Regions from separate parts of the Mus musculus genome. Here region 2 is linked to region 1. Evidence: chromatin contacts called from public HiChIP or PLAC-seq data. All regions are on one chromosome and are shown on one strand. The core of a region is the stretch at or near the end of the contact, and the rest is flanking DNA. Distances in the headings are between cores, read along the strand shown. Region 1 holds the start of Tomm70a (translocase of outer mitochondrial membrane 70A). Region 2 has its middle 21 kb from the start of Tbc1d23.

Region 1 (2,700 bases), core at 13-2,512:
CCCTTATCTCACTCAATCTCAGTCCATGCCAATTCTCCACACAGCCGTCAAACTTGTCAAAAAGATTTAATAGTCTGACCACCAGATCCGATAGAGCAGTTTATCACTCCAATGCTTGTTATAACACCAGAGACTCTTTATCAGGCTTGGACACATGTATATATATGTCCAGGTGAAATAGAACATTTTAAGATGTGCAGCGGGGGTGGGGGTGGGAGGCACAGTTCCTTAAAAACTGAACTATTTCCTATATACAAAGCTACCTAATGATTTTTTTGAACTTTGTAATAGTTGCTAATCTCCCTCCCCAAACACACACACACACACACACACACACACACACACACACACAATCAGAGCGAGAGAGAAACTCCGAAAGAAAAATGGCTTGTTTTTAAAAGGTTCTTAGCAAAGTTCTGGTCTTGGGAAACACAATAACAACTCACGGTACAACTCCAATCGTTCCGTGAAATTTGCCTTTCTTCGCTTAATGGAATTACTATATTTGTGCATGTTTCCCATACCTACATACTAGGGATAAATGCTGTGTCACTTAGAAGAAAGGCAAAGTATTCTGTTGGATCCCAAAGGAAATTGTCAAAGAACGTCTCTACGCTAGCCAGCCTGGAGCTGCTATTCCATTCCCTATAAAGGCAACCAGAAACGACTCTAAAGTCACTCGGCAGTTTCCGACCGGTGGGAGGGCCCCTCACCCGCACAACGGGTCAAGGAAAAGCTGCATCCGCTCGTTTTCACCTCTACGGCCCGGGCGGCTTCTCACCATTTCCAGGGAGTCCCCAGAACCGTCGTGGTGGCCACTGCCCAGGGCCGGACTGGCCCTGCCCTCGGGGGTCTTCCGTTCACTGTTGCGCTTCAGGCCGCTGGCGTCGCCCCGGCCTCCCGCTTCCCGGCGCCTCCGCCTTCGGCTCCACAGGTACATAGCCCCAGCACCCAGCAACAGGGGCGCCCCGATGGCCAGCGCCACGTGCCATCGCGGCAGGGTCCCCGCGCCCGAGCCGGGGCCCGCAGTCCCACCGCCACCGCCCACTCCATTTCCAGAACCGGGCGCAGCAGCCGCCGCCATCGCCGCCTCTATGGGCTTAGAGGCGGCCATGACGACTGTCCTCCGCCGCCGCCGCGCCGGTCGCGGGCGCCACGGTCACCGGGCAGCGTGGGGAGGAAGCCGGGAGCGTGGAGGGAAAGCAACGCGCGAGCGAGCACGCTAAGCAGCAGGAGCGGACGACAGAAAAGGGCCAGAGGTCACCGGAAGCCCGGGGCATGCCGGGCTAGACCGGCGGCTGGGCCCGCCCCTATCTACTGTACAGGGGAGAACCACTTCCGGGGTCAGAAGGCCTGGCGCTCTGGGTGGCTTTTCCCTTTCCTCTTGCAGGCGGTTGCCTAGAATCGCTCGGGAGGTCTCAGGCCTTGCGTGACTGCAGACCTCTTCTCCAGGACAGAAGGACCCGTGGCACTGTCGCCAGTGCGGCGAGGAGGGGCGTGGGGGGCCGTGTGCAGCAAGTGTAGAGGGACAGCTCCCTGTAGCTCTGTGAGTGGGCGGGACTTGCAGAAGCACTGTGAAGGGAATTGGCCAGCAGGGATGGTGGGCCTCCCAGTTGATTGGTAGGATCGGGGAGGGGGGTGTGGCTACGTTGGTGCCTGTTAAAGACTGAAACTGTGGGAGGGGGGAAAAAGGGTGAGACCATCGTGCTGTGTAAACCAGCTTTGTATATTTCTGCAATAGCCAGATTGTAGTTTGGACAAATTTGTAGTTCCTGGGACAATGACAGAGGGCAAAGACTAGATGGAAACTGGGGAAGGTAGGTTGACTCATGGAAGTGACTTGCAGCCTGTGTGCTGCACCTTTAATAGTTACAAAGGGCAAGGATGTCTGTTAGAAGGCTTTCCTATTGGCTTTCCTCGAGGACCCCGGATCACCGCAGGCATCTTTACGTGTGTATCTTAAAATGGATTCCACCTGACATCTAGCCCATACAACCTTCCCTGGAGCACAAGTGTCTGTCACAACACTTTGAGTTTGCTCACTTATTTGAAATAACTTAAATTTTTAAAAAAAATTTATTTCATTTATATGACTACACTGTAGCTGTTTTTCAAGCACATCAGAAGAGGGCATCGGATCCCATTACAGATGGTTGTGAGCCAACCATGTGGTTGCTGGGAATTGAACTCAGGACCTCTGGAAGAACAGTCAGTGCTCTTAACTGCTGAGCCATCTCGTCAGCCCTGAAGTACTTTTCTTAAGCCTTCATGAACTCTGGATCTGGTCTCAAAGCATGAAGTCTACTTTGCAAGGTGTTTGGAATTCACACAATTTTCAAGAAAAAAAGGCAAAGCATGGATAATTAAATGTTCCAGGCTATGGCTCTTCATTTCAGGTTTGAACATCCTTTTGTCAAACAAACAAACAAACAAACAAACAAACAAACCAAAAAAACAAAAACCAAACACCCATAGATGGTCATTTGGCTTTTAAGTACCACAGGATGCTCACCATAATAGCATTACATGAAGATGCAAAGGCCAAGTTGTGTCAACGTGGAGTGATTAAAATAGAATGTTCCAGTTTGAAACTTCAGGGCCTTTTCTCTTGCGTCATGTTGGTTCTCACCAGTGAAATGTTTGCACTAGCAACAAACTGAAAATGGTAGTGTAACTTAGTTGATCAAATAGAGATTGCTG
Region 2 (2,700 bases), core at 171-2,670, 130 kb before region 1:
AGGTGGCTCAGTGGGTAAAGTGCTTGCTGTGTACAATGATCCAAGTTTGTATCCCTGGCACCTACATAAAAGGCGGGTATAACAGCCTACACCTTTATCCCCAGTGCAGAGACAGGCAGAATCCCAAGGGCTGGGTGACCAGTTTAGCCAAAATGATGAGCTCCAAGTTTAGTGACAGAGAGATACTGTCTCAAAGCAGGAAGGGAGAAAGGGACCGAGGCAGGCCATTCAACAGACACAGTCATGAGGAATACATCCCTACCCACACAGGAATGTTTATATACACCACACAGACACACACATGCACAGACACACAGACCACACAACCCATCACACACGCATACATATCACAAACTATACTCAACACTTCACCTCAAACCACACATACATACACACCACACTACCCACACTCACTACCCCACACCCCACCAAACACACACACACAGAGAAGAGAGACAGACAGATAGACACAGACATACACACAGACACAAACATAAACACACCACACAACCCAGGCTCAACACCCCACACCCTACCACATGCAACACACAAAACACTTTACCGCAAGTCACACATATATACACACTGACCAACCCACACTTAACACTCTACATCCCACACCCCACCAAACACACACACAAAGACATACCATACTACCCACCCTCAACACCCCTCCCCGCACACACAGAGGCAATGACAATGAATGTAGAAGAGATTTTCAGTTGTATATCCTAACAAGTTTGGGCAGCAAACATTTTTGTTTTAAGACTTCTGTCTTGCTAGTTTCATTGGAAATAAGCAGTCTTCATATCAATGACTAGTCTCATTAATTAGGGTTTATTGGGTTCACTGAAACAGTACTGGTCTTTACGTGCTTAGAGCATCTTTTGGCCACAGACATGCCTCTCTATCACTAGATAGAGCTCTGTGAAGGATTCTCTGTAGATAACTTCTCAGCACAAGGATTGCATTCTCCTGAGAACATGCTCAAGTGTCCACATGGCTCTTAAGAAGACACTGACCTCTTTGAAACCAGAACAGAAAGGCCCAGTGAACTGGGGGTGACTCGTGGTTGCACAAATTCTTTTCAACTCTGGGTCTCAGAAAAGCTAAGTGAAAAGAGTCGTTGGAAGATTCAAAATAGAATCTGTCACATTCCGATCCTGTGAGATAATGCATGGTCTTGCAGAGGCATTAAAAAGGAAGACAGATAATCTAGGGCTCTGTTTAATGTGATTTATTAGCTTCTAAAGACTCAAAGACTATAAAAATAATTCACATCTAAGAATTTATTGATGTATGTATCTACCCCGTTGGACTCTGTTAAACTGAAAGGAACGGTTAAATCCTAGGATATGGGAGTGCCAGAGGGTGGAGGGCCTTCCTTCCAGCCAGTATGGAGCAGAGTTTGTATTTAAAGACTATTGTCTTTCAACTCCTTTTGTCTAAAAGGTAAAGTAACACAGCGTTGTCAGGAGCTTTCAGATGGCCCATAGCTTCCTACAGACTTCTTTGGTACAAACCAGTGGAAATTTCCCACAAGGATCAAGGTCATATCTTGACCTCTAGAGTTCTCAATGTGTTTTCTTCAAGGCAGCTGCCTTCTTCCAAGCCTCTTATAAATTAGCTGTGTATTTTCTGGGATCAACCACATCCTCAGAAAACTGACTGCAGCTCATCCAAGAAACCTGACCCCCGTCCCTCCCTCTCCACAGACAGCTGTGTGGAAGTTTCAGGAGCAATAACTCACACAGAGACTCCTCTGTGGCCCCAAATTTGGACATATTTTTGCACAAATATTCAATGGCTTCAGCAATTTGGCAAATATAAGAAAGGACTCCTAATTCCATGGGGTCAAATATCCTCCCCAAACTAAAACTGCAAAGTTAACTGACTCAAGGAAAGAACTTTGTGATATACCTAATGTTTTGAGGTCACTTTCATAATGGTGCCTCCTCTTCTCATCACCCATCTCCTGTGTGACCCTTTAATAAGATCATTTTCAAAGATCTAATAAGAATTGTGCCAGTAGCCCAAATTAAAGACCCTAGGGAAAACAGAAAAGTCCTGCCCTGGCTCCCTGTGCAAATGAAATGTAAGAGCAAATAGAATGTAAGGGACAACATGCATACTGAAGACAGCCACAAGACAATGGCACCTTTGGTGTAGAATGAAGACGTTTAAACAGACTGCAGATCAGCAGTTGGAGAGATGGCTCAACAGTTAAGCTGTTCTTTCAGAGGATCCTCATGGTAGCTCGCAATGTCTATACCTCCAGTCGTGGGGGTTCCAATGCCCTCTCATGGTTTCTGTGGGCACCAGGCACACACGCAATACACAGACATACATGCAAGCAAAATATTCATACACATAAAGAATTAAGAATTTACACAATAAATTATAGAGCAAAGGAGATGGGAGTACTAATTCAGCTCAATGAAAGTATTGATATTATGATTATGTTTTGTTTTTTACTTAAGAGACTAGTGTATTTTTTGGGTAAAATCACAATGTCTGGAATTTGCTTTTAAGAAGTCTAGCATAGAGCCAGTGAGATGGCTCAGTGAATTAAGACTATTGCTGACAAGACTGGTGCAATGCCTGTGTCCAACATGATAAGGAGAGATTGTTATCCTTTGACCCCCCACCTACATGCCCATTCCTGCACATAATAAATAAATAACATAATTTTTAAAATTC

Evidence for each region. HiChIP or PLAC-seq counts read pairs in DNA pulled down with a chosen protein or histone mark.
Region 2: an H3K4me3 HiChIP or PLAC-seq map of embryonic stem cells shows a contact between it and region 1, with 12 read pairs. The contact joins the enhancer-like site here to the promoter of Tomm70a in region 1. A contact is called at or near these places in 4 of 484 Hi-C or Micro-C datasets (the CH12 cell line, the HPC-5 cell line, the N1E-115 cell line and 1 more), 6 of 115 datasets of contacts at active chromatin or transcription factors (embryonic stem cells, large pre-B cells and memory CD8 T cells) and 3 of 9 other capture datasets (adipose tissue, embryonic stem cells and liver).

The regions. Positions count from the first base shown.
Region 1 is chr16:57,120,276-57,122,975 of GRCm38.p6, reverse strand. It overlaps Tomm70a (translocase of outer mitochondrial membrane 70A), which reads right to left and starts at 1,262. Exons shown (of 12, transcript NM_138599.5): 1 at 782-1,262. The coding sequence starts at 1,114.
Region 2 is chr16:57,250,676-57,253,375 of GRCm38.p6, reverse strand. No RefSeq gene overlaps it. Among named protein-coding and RNA genes, the nearest start is that of Tbc1d23, 21 kb to the right of the region's middle. Within about 2 kb of position 1,420, at least 52 of the 459 cell types and tissues checked have an H3K27ac peak or open chromatin away from gene starts, as enhancers often do. A contact at or near this core is called in adipose tissue and embryonic stem cells, where this site is marked.